3 separate regions of the Mus musculus genome follow, and all the other regions are linked to region 1. The links are chromatin contacts, called in public ChIA-PET and HiChIP or PLAC-seq maps. All regions are on one chromosome and are shown on one strand. The core of a region is the stretch at or near the end of the contact, and the rest is flanking DNA. Distances in the headings are between cores, read along the strand shown.

Evidence for each region. ChIA-PET counts read pairs in DNA pulled down with a chosen protein or histone mark. HiChIP or PLAC-seq counts read pairs in DNA pulled down with a chosen protein or histone mark.
Region 2: an HNF4G HiChIP or PLAC-seq map of pancreatic cancer cells shows a contact between it and region 1. The contact joins two enhancer-like sites. A contact is called at or near these places in 1 of 484 Hi-C or Micro-C datasets (trophoblast stem cells), 3 of 115 datasets of contacts at active chromatin or transcription factors (double positive thymocytes, embryonic stem cells and pancreatic cancer cells) and 3 of 9 other capture datasets (adipose tissue, liver and pancreatic islet).
Region 3: an RNA polymerase II ChIA-PET map of effector CD8 T cells shows a contact between it and region 1, with 276 read pairs. The contact joins the promoter of Arid5a here to the enhancer-like site in region 1. A contact is called at or near these places in 1 of 39 promoter capture datasets (the HPC-7 cell line), 5 of 115 datasets of contacts at active chromatin or transcription factors (CD8 T cells, effector CD8 T cells, embryonic stem cells and 1 more) and 4 of 9 other capture datasets (adipose tissue, embryonic stem cells, liver and 1 more).

What each region holds. Positions count from the first base shown.
Region 1 is chr1:36,158,472-36,161,983 of GRCm38.p6, forward strand. It overlaps Uggt1 (UDP-glucose glycoprotein glucosyltransferase 1), which reads right to left. Exons shown (of 41, transcript NM_198899.2): 31 at 3,205-3,290; 32 at 1,471-1,555. Among named protein-coding and RNA genes, the nearest start is that of Mir6897, 16 kb to the left of the region's middle. Within about 2 kb of position 1,965, at least 87 of the 459 cell types and tissues checked have an H3K27ac peak or open chromatin away from gene starts, as enhancers often do. A contact at or near this core is called in CD8 T cells, the HPC-7 cell line, effector CD8 T cells and 1 more, where this site is marked.
Region 2 is chr1:36,324,457-36,327,968 of GRCm38.p6, forward strand. No RefSeq gene overlaps it. Among named protein-coding and RNA genes, the nearest start is that of Arid5a, 18 kb to the left of the region's middle. Within about 2 kb of position 1,580, at least 72 of the 459 cell types and tissues checked have an H3K27ac peak or open chromatin away from gene starts, as enhancers often do. A contact at or near this core is called in pancreatic cancer cells, where this site is marked.
Region 3 is chr1:36,306,124-36,309,635 of GRCm38.p6, forward strand. It overlaps Arid5a (AT rich interactive domain 5A (MRF1-like)), which reads left to right and starts at 1,610. Exons shown (of 7, transcript NM_001172205.1): 1 at 1,610-1,713. The coding sequence starts at 1,710.

The sequences.
Region 1 (3,512 bases), core at 715-3,214:
AACCATTGAGAGAGGCGCATCAGGTGGTCCATGCTCAGGACTTCTACCACAAAAGATTCCCTGCAGCAATCACCCTCCTGTTCAGCCTCGCAATGGCTGACTTTAGGTTTTACCATGTGTAACAGTTACTTATCCTACAATCATTTTACTTTAGGATTTCAAAATGCTGAAGAGAAAGAGAGTAAGAAAAGACTAAATAAAATCACCTGTTTGTATTCTGTGTTTGGTTTTGTAGGCAGTGTCTCATATCATTCAAGATGGCCTCAAACTCACTATGCAGTCTAGGCTGACCTTAAATTCCTGATCCTCCTGCCTCTAACTCCCCAGTTCTGAGACTACAGGTGTGCACCATCCTGCCTATAAAAACTATAATCTTACTGTTGAATTGCCAGTGGAATTTCCCACAGTCTTCTGAGACTAAAATACTAACTCTATGAATTGTGGGTATGAAAGCGCCCAAGCCAGAGCTGGAGAGATAGCTCAGTGGTTCAGAGCACACTCATACAGCTCCCCCAGAGGACCTGAGTTCAGTTCCCAGCAACTATACTGAATAGTTCACAACAACCTGTAACTCCATTTCTAAGAGATACCAATGCTCTCTTGTGCCCTTCACAGGTATACGAGTGTCATATATTCACATAAACACATTTACATGTGTATAAATAAATAAAACTTAAAAAAAAAAACATGGCAAAGCTGAGCCAGGTGCAATGCCTTTAATCCTGATACTTGGGAGGCAGTCAAACATATCTGTGAGTTCGAGGCCAACCTGGTCTACATAGCAAGTCCCAGGTCAATCAGGGCTTCAGGGCTAAATAGTGAGACCCTGTCTCAATCAGAATGGAGAGGGGAGTACACAAAGTCTCTGTGGGGACATTTTGCACAAAATGGGACTCTGAGATTACCAAAAGTGACAATCTGTTGGCTGAAGAAAGCTAGAATCTTATCTTCACTAAGACATTTTTCTTAAGCAGCATCCCTAGAACTATTAAAACAAACAACAACAAAATCCAAAAGCCAACCAACCAACCAAAAGCCACTTCCAAATGGAATACCAAAATGACTTCCAAATGCAGCAGTCCTACTTCATCTAATGGAGACATTCCAAGCCCCTACTGGATGCATGAACTCTAAGAGTAGAGAACCCTGTATACATATTACAGCTTTGTTCACTCTATTTGTACTAATGCTTAATTGGTAAGTTAGGCAAGGTAAAAATCACAACAGTAATTAACACAAAACAGAACATTAAAACAGTGTCTTAATGAACTACCGCGAGAGGGCTCTCCTAGCACGGTCACAAGTGTTAGTACCTCCGACAGCGGCTGCCACGGGGGGACTGCTGTCTGTTCCCTGACAGTGGCTGGCCACGGCCACAGGGGGGGACTGCTGTCTGTTCCCTGACAGTGGCTGGCCACGGCCACAGGGGGGGACTGCTGTCTGTTCCCTGACAAAGCCGAGCAGACTCACCTTCACTTTGATGATCTTGCTCTTGAAGTTATTGAGGATGACAACAACGTCGTTTGCATCAGGAGGGGAATCTGTACCATCATGGCTTAGAGACAAGTAAGACAGAGAAAGAAATCACAATCCCAAAATGCGGTAAATACTCAGACAACAAGATGGGCTGTGCTTGCCCATCTTCATTGTAGAAACACTTTTTAAAACCAACAGTTTCCTCACAGTCTGAAAGAAACACCTTTACAGGACAAAGAAGTGTTCCTGGAAATCTCCATCTCTAGGCTAGGGACGTGAGCTGACTTCCTTCCTACAGCAGGCAAACATCAATGGGCTCTCAGGCAGGACAAGCACTGGTCAGATCATGACAAAGCTTGTCCGCTCACAGTCTGCACACTCAGGCCCATCCCTGGAGCCGCTTCTGCTGTTTAACTCTTGGCAGAGTGTGGTGACTCACACCTGTAACCCCAACAGGAAGCAGCAGGGAGATCAACTGCGATCAAAGCCAGCCTAGGCTACAGTGTGAGAGGCGGCACAACCAGCCAAGTTTAGAGCACAGACTCAATTCTGTGTCTGGTAGGAAGCCCACAGTGCAGCCGCTCTGGTCCGAGGCCCACAAGGCAGAGCAGGACGACTGTGAGTACTCGCTTCCTCCTCATCTCACTCTCCAGGCAGCAATGTGAGGAAGCCACTGCATGTGCTGTCACTCAGCAGGCAGCAAAAGGAGAGGAGAAAGCTGGCGCACAGAAGATTCCAGAATCACAGGCTGTCCATTTGGGAAGCCTCGGAAGACAGGAACCCTAGACAGCAGAGAGGACGGCACCACAGCCCCAGGCAAGGAAGAAGATGGACAGGGCCCATAGAAGAAACATTCTGTGAAGCCTTCTTGGGAAAATAACTGAATCAGGGAAAAGCCTACTATTTACAATAAGGACATTACTATAGCACAAAATTCTAAGTTATTGAATAAGAAATCTGCACAAGCTAGGTATGGAGGCACACGCCTGAGGTCTCAGCTACAGGAGACTAAGGCAGAAGACTCACTTGAGTCCAGTTCAAGCGTGGGTGAGAGAAAAACCAAAACCAAACCCACTAAACCACACTGCTTCTCCATGTCAAGTAAAAGGCCATGAAGCCAAAGCAAATACACACATTAGGCTGTTCACAGAAACCATAATGAAAACCATTCCCTACACAAACTGGCACAGAACTAAGGACGAGTTTAAACTGTGTTAAACAGGATAGAGACCACATTTTTAAAATGGTGTTCTGGGGTTCGTTTGAACTTTAAGACAATTCCTGTCACTGACAGGCTGGTGTAGGAGTACGCCTACACAACTGCAGCCCAGGGACCAGGACCGACAGTCAGACTACACAGTCAAAGCTCATGTGTTCTGTGCATGTACAAAACAGCCGGGGTCATGATAAACACCTCCCATCAGCGTACTGAACAGGACCGACCCTGCTGTTTCCAGTCAGCTCTCATCAAGTGGTCAGAGCTCCTGCCTGCTATCTGCATCCTTCTGATAAGAGCTGACAGGGAAAGCAATGGAGAACAGACCTCGCTCTGATCAGCACTTAGACCCCTTGCTAACCAACCCATCCCCTACAACTTCTCCCACACTTACTCTTCTGAGAAGCTTGGCTTTATCATGAACTCGACTATAACGCACGATGCCTGGGGTAAGCCCAGATAATGCGCAATTAAAGCTCAGTCTCTACAATGAAGCCGTCTCCTTGTCCTACCTGTAGATCCTATAAATGTCATCTGAGCGCCCCTTCCTCAGTCTCAGAATCCAGGCTCCCGGATTGGCTTTGAGCTGAAAATATCCCTAGGACACAAACAGAGTACAGGCTCAGGTCTCTTTACATTTAAATGTTTCTAATGAATGCTTACATTTTCATTTACATGCAGATCATGTATGTGTATATGACAGCCTATCTACCCCATCCCCTCTCATGAACTAGGTACTGAACTCAGGGTCTTATTACCATGATAATTAAAGAAAGTTTAAAAGATAATTAACAAACCAGAGGTAAGTAAAACAAACCAA
Region 2 (3,512 bases), core at 330-2,829, 170 kb after region 1:
GTGTGTGTGTGTGTGTGACAGCCGGCTGGCTACCTGTGAGTCTCTGTGTCCTCTGTGATGCAGAATTGAATCTAGAGACCACTAATGAGCAGATGACTACAGAACACACTCCCCATCCTACCAGGGGGCAGCTCAACCTTTTGTGGGGAGCCTCTAGTCCTGGAAGCCACCTGGCCCTGACTGTGAAACTCCCCAAAGGAGGAAAGGCTCTGACATACAAGGAGAGCAAGGAAGAGGCGCTCCCAGTGGGTGTCTTGAAAGAGCAGCTACTTCCCGACCTTACCTTTCCTGAGGCTCTTTCCTACCTCTAAGGTTCTTGGCTTTCTGCTTGGGCCCTGGGGTAGAAAGGAACGGCCAAGAAGCTAGAAGCCAAATAGATTATGACCTATACTTTCCCACAGCCAGTGTGCCAGTGACAATCTTGGGTCCTTTCCTTGCAAGCAATAGAAATGAAGGCTAATGTAGACAAGAGAATTCCCGAGTGGCTCAAAGCATGAGGGACAGCCAAACCCTAGGCCCTGGAGGAAGGACTCAATGTGCATCCTGTGTCACTTGCTTTGCTGATCATCATAACCAAATAATTTCAGAAGTAACTTGAGAGATGGGAGGTTTTGTTGTCTTAGAGTTTTACAGCTGTGAACAGACACCATAACCAAGGCAACTCTTATAAGGACAACATTTAATTGGGGCTGGCTTACAGGTTCAGAAATTCAGTCCATTATCATCATGGTGGGAACATGGCAGCATCCAGGCAGGCATGGTGTAGGAGGAGCTGAGAGTTCTACATCTTCATCTGAAGGATGCTAGCAGAAGACTGGCTTCCAGGCAGCTAGGATGAGAGTCTCACAGCCCATACCCACAGTGACAAACCTACTCCAACAGGGTCACACCTTCGAATAGTGCCATTCCCTGAGCCAAGCATATACAAACCATCACATTTGTTGTTGCCTACATTAGCAGAGGTTTTATTTAGCCCATGGCCACTGGGTGGCAGAACCACAAGACACTGGAAGTTCTTTGTCTTAGGGTAGACAACTGGGGGAGGGGAGGCAAGGGGACAGGAGCAGGGAGAGGGAGAGGGAGAGAACACACAAACCAGGTATAACCTCCAAAGACATGCCCCAATGAGCTACCCCTGCAGCTCTGTTTAAGTAGTAATATTTGAGATCTCCAGAGTGTCTCCTGTCAGCAAATGTTCCCTGAGTTTGTGTCCACTCAGGGGTTAGACCACTAGCAGCAGGCCACGGGTGGGCTCTGTCTCTCACCTTCTCATGGGTTTCAGCTCTGGGTGACCCGTTAGAGGAGAAGCTGACTCTGGGTCTTGAGCTACCTGTGCTAAGGCTCAGAGAAAGTGTATGCCACATGGATCAGAATACTGTGTGGCACCAGGTGCACCCCCCTTTCTCTGGGACTTCTCTGTCTCATCTGTAGTATGGAAGTGAGTCATTTAACCCCAAGAGCCAGGGTATTTAGAGAAAGCCCTCTGTAAACTTAAGTCCTGATGAATGTGAGTCACTACTTCCCTTGCTAGCTTGGCCATGCCTTATCCTGTCCTTTACCTTAGCATTTTGAAACCCATGCATGTGTTCTGACCACTACCCTTTACCTTGCCTTCTGAGTCAGTGACTCTGACTTCTGGATAGTGTCTGGGTCAAGAATGGCAAGCCAACTTTTGTGGTTGTCTGCAGCTCTGGATTGACTCACTGCGAAAGTGATGCAATTGATTAGTAATGTCTGCCAAGGCCCTTGGAAGGGGAGTGGAGGTTCACCTGCCACATCCGTACCATTGTCTGGGGCTTGATGATGGGCTGTCTGATGCAAGTTCCCTGACCTCACTGCCACATCTCAGCCTGGCTCTGGTGGTTTCCCTCCCACAGGAATGAAGAATAGGGAAGCATCACTCGCTTGCACTGGGAGCCCAATCAAGAAAGCCTGGCTTGGATATGGGTTGCCCAGGAGCTACAGTTGAAAGCCTGGGTAATAGTCAGGGAGGGAACCTCTAGGGGAAAGCTGTTCAAAAGAGCTCAGAGGTTTACGGTCTTGCTTCCAAGTCTGACGGATTGAGTTTGAACCCCTGGATTCATGTGGTAGGACAGAAACAACTACTGGATGTTGTCTTCTGACCTGCATGTGCGCCATAGCATGCATGCCCCCCCCAACAAACAGATAAATGTAATAGAGAGGGGAGGGAAAATGAGAAGGGAGAAGCAAAGGAGGTGAACAGAAGGGGGAATGGTTCTTTCAGAGGTAACTAGGTGGGAGAGATGGGTGGGCTAAAGAGGTGGAACTTCCAATCATTGTACATTTGATATGGGGCTAATGGCCTTGGATGCATTAGGAACAAGTTAAAATAAGCCTGCCATACCCAGCTCTCATCAGCTCACTGCACTTAAGATGTGGCCCACAACTCTGTACTGTCCCCAGATTCAAACTCCAGTGTCTGCTTGGAAACTTCTTCCTTCCTCAGGCTTCTGGTCTCCCCCTCCCCCATTGCATCCACACTCTGCAGTTCCTGCCTGGGTTGAGCTCTGGGGTGTCCCCCCATCAGGCTTCTGGCAGTCACACACCCCCAACAGTTCTGGAAACACATGGGATTCCATCTGCCTGAAAACCATTCTCTCCTCCACTTGCATGCGTCCCCCATCTTCATCCTGGAGCCTCTTCCCCAGGAACTCTGGCTTCCCTCTTAGGTGCCCTCAAAGCATCTACCATTTCTCCACCCACATCTGCATCCCTGCACCACCCCACCCCACCCCGCCCTGACTTGGTTCTTAGGGGCAATCCAAGCTTTGTGTTCACTTCCAACTCCTGATTAGACCAACTGCCAGCTACAACCCCATGCAACAGGGGTCTATAGTCACTGTGAGTAGCACAAGTGCCCACTGGTGTGCATCACCAGTGTGAAACTTGCTGCTTTGGCAATTCCCAGAGGACGCTTTCATGTGCAGGGCCCAAAAGGCTTAGAAGAATGGTGACCCAGAAGAGCAACTCTGCTTCACCTCGGACTTAGACAGTCCCCACTCCGAACCCTTAGCTTTGGGAGAGGGCAAGAATCCACCCGACACTCTTCCTGCAAAACTATGGGCCATGCCCCATTCCTTGACCTGCTCTGCACACATGGAGACAAAGCAGGCAGTTGTTCTCTTTCAGGAACCTTTCTTTCCCTTTAGGGCAGGATCCATGGTTTTCCTATGTGTTAAAGCAGAAAAATGAGACTTGTGATTTGTCTGCCATTGTTATCAGTGTGTGTATGTACACACACCCATGTGGAGTGTAGGCACACCTGGACCATGAGACAAGTGGGGATCAAGGACAGTGTCAGGTGCCAGCCTTTGCCTTCCATCCTGCGTGAGGCAGGGGCTCTTTTGTATTGTCTCCTGCTGCCTTTGGCTAGCTGCAGCAAGCTTCTGGGAATTCTGTCTGCACCTCCCATTGCTGTAGGAACTCTGGGATTCAGATACAGGCTACTGCTGTGGTCAACTTTGTAGGCCTTCGGACTGACAGTCCTGCTA
Region 3 (3,512 bases), core at 360-2,859, 150 kb after region 1:
GGCGGTGGCTGTGGGCTGGGGCAGGAGTGTGTAAAGCTTGAGCAACTGAAGTGTTTGTGCTTTTAGGAAGGCAAATGGAGGTATCATTCCTCAGCAGGGTTTATTGGCTGTTGTAAATTACTTTCTGTTGCAAAGAGTTGCCTCAGGAGACAATTAAATTTAGATCTTATTGTTCGCAGGTTGCCCGAGACAGGTGTTGACTTGCTGAGGCTTTGCACAAACAGCACTGCCTGAGAGTGAGCTCTCCTGCCTGGACGGTAGGATCCTCCTTTTCAGAGGTCGGATTAGCTGTGGCTTTGAAAGGTAGTGAGTGCCTCATTGATAGATGTATCCAATCCAGGAGGTAGTGGATGGTCTATACTGCAACACTGAAGGCAGCGTGCAGATCTCCATACCTAACCTGGCACTGTAGCTAACCCAACCAATCGACCCTTACCAAATGAACACAGTGACTAGAAGCCTGTGAAGTTTCCAGGTGGTATCTCTTGGTAGATTGCATCTCTGCTAGAGTCTTGGATCTCTTGGGGTGGACTGGGGTTTGTAATCTTGGATGTGGGAGGCACTGTTACAATCATTGTTCTGCTCGTTATTCTGAGCAGTTAATAAATATCAACCACAATATTGCCTGTTACCAGATCGGCAAGCACTGGTTTATTACAATTATCCACCAAGCTCACTGGTGTCTGCTCCAGGCTGAGCTTGCAGATCTGCCATTCCAGAGCTTATGGATAAAGCCCAGAGGGTCAAAGTCATCAAATGCAGACTGTCCATTTGTTCAGTGTGAAGGGGAACACTAAAATGTTGGGGGCTAACTATGAAGCCTTCCTCTGTGCCCCAATTCTCTAGCCCTACCACCGACCAGTAATATGAGCTAATTAATCACCCAGGCCTGTTTTGCTCTATATAATGAAGATAATGATGGTATGAAATGCACCGAGCTGTATGAGTATTATAGTTAATCAACAGAATTTGATTCCGGGGATACTAACTACATAATAGGAACAGAGTTCGAGTTCAAGCTAATAAGGCTTTCTGCTTTTAAATCTCAAGTTTTAGCGTCATCTTCTATAACCCACACGGGTCCAAATGACTGTTCTCTCTACTAATCTTGTCCACATTCACCCTCAACTCGTTCACTTCCTCTTTGCACGGTCCATCTTGTGGCTTTCACTCAGTCTACATGACATATGTAGACATGGGCATTTTGGGCATTAGGCCTGGACCACAGACTTTCTAGATTGGCCTCTGGTAGGCTAACAGTACTTACTGTGTAAAGTTGGAAAGGATGGAACCGGCCAGGACCACTTCAGGTAAAAGCCAGAAGCACTTTATTTAACCCCACCCAGTCTTTGGCAAGCTACAAAGAGCGGGCAGTTTTTCTAAGACTCTAGTTTTGCCTCTAGGGAAACCAACAGACATGCGACAGCAGTTGATTCTTGAGTTTCTTACATCAGCCCCTAGCTGCAAAGTGGGCGCACACTACAACTCCCAGACGTCCTCGGGTCTAAGGGGGCGGAGTCTGCTCCGCTCTAGAAAATAGGATTCACCAATGGGCGCCCAGAGCGCTGGGGGGGGGCGGGTCCATGGGCGGGTCCGCGGGGGAGGAGGCAGTCGAGCGGCGCCGGTAGTCAGTCGCGCCGAGAGCGCTGGGACAGGACGGCTGTGCGTGTAGAGGGTCTCTGCATAGCGACGCGCGCTCTCGCTGGGCCATGGGTAAGCGGCTGGCGGGCGGCGCCGGGGTCAGAGGGCTGGGGTCCCAGAGCGATCGTGGCTCTCAGGGTAACCCGAATGTCTGCGTGCTCTCTTCTCGTGGAAAGTCGGGGCGGCCAGGGGCTTCCCAGGCGTTTATCTCGAAACTCTCCTCTCCGAGTCTGGACTGAAATTCACTGAGCCGCCCACACTTCCTGCTGCGGTTTCAATCTCGAGCTGCTCTGGGCCCATTTGTTGTGACAGCTGTCAGCAGCAGCTTCTCGGCCGCGGGCCCCTCCCTGCCCCGTGCCAGCCCAGCGCTTCGCTTCTCAGAAACCGAGGCGCCCGGGCCGCGCGCAGCGCTTCCCACTGCGGCCGCGATTCCTGAAAGTGACTGCGCGGGTTTTGAAGAAATTGCTCAATGCGCTTTGAAGAATCAACGGTTCCTCTTTTCTGCCAAGGGACATGCTGATGGTTTGACGGTCACACGCTTCAGATCCCCTGCTCCTTCTCTCTTCTCTTTCCTTTTTCTTTTTGTTTCTTTTTCTTTCCAACCCCCAGCAGGAAAGACGGTTTCTTTTTACCCGCCTGATCTTCTGAGTTTCCCTCTTTTCCCTCGGGTCTCTTCAAAGGGACAGGGTGATGGCCCTGGACTGGGGGTGTTTAGTGGACCGAGGGCAGAAGCTCAGGCTGCCAGAGTGCGACGAACAAGTTTGGCTTTGCTCTTATTGCGAACTAGGGGCACAACCACACCACCGATCTGTGGCCCTTTGCACTCACTACCCAGGCGTTGCTCCCTGGCCGGGGTCACATCCCACACCTAACCCACAGGCACAGTGGGGCCAACCGTAGGCCGGGAAGGCCTCAAATTAATCCCAAATTGTGCTGCTCAGGCTGTATCCCCTAGTTTGCAGAGTCTTTCATTTCAGATGAGTGTAACAGGTGCTCCTTGCCCCGCCCCGCGGGCACTGCTGGGAATTGATGCAAATCTAAGGATCTCAGTGTCTAAAGAGGATGGATGCCTGGGCAGGGGAGGGTGAGGAATGTTAAGCTAGAGGGTCTGTCTCTACAGCAGTTAGTGTCCTAAATGACTGCTTGGCCTAGAACTTGAAGTGACAGAGGCAGAATGGCCTAGAATTATATACCCCACCCCGTCTTCTATTACAGAGAAACTGAGGCATAGAGACAGACTAAGGTCTGACAGTGAGGGAGGACCAGGCTTCAAAAACTCCTTGCTCTTTCTCTTCTTTCCTAGTGGCCTTCCGCTGCCCTCGGTGGGAAGCTGATCTGTAATGATCTAGATTGCCTCTTGGACGAGTGTAGCAGGCACCGTGCTAGGGTGAGGAGAGGAGGAGAAAGGAAAAGTGAGGTCCGGAAGTTCCCTGTGTAGGGGTTTTGGCCTTCTGTTGAGTCAACCTCTGCAGCTTGTTTCAGCATAGGTGGGGTGGGAAAACCGGAAATGATACATAGAGAGAGCAATTTTCATCAAACGTATGGATGAAGGGTGGGGCGGTGAAGACTCAGTCCTCCCAGGAGTAGGATCTCTTGGGCTCTCTCAGGGCAGTTGGAGTCTGGAATCTCATACCTGGTGCCCCTACACCCCTCTCTGCCTTTATGCAGCCCCTAGGACTCTCAGCTTGTCTCTAGCCGCTAACAGAGCTTGGCAGAGGTGCTGAGGGTGGGCTGTGGCTGGTGCTGTGTCCTGGATCCTCAGACTCCTGTCCAGCTGTCCTCAAGGCTGGCTCTTGGTAGGACTGTCCCCCCCCCCCCCCCAAACTGCCTACTGGAGCAAGCCCAAGGAGGAGAATGCCAGGCAGTTGGCT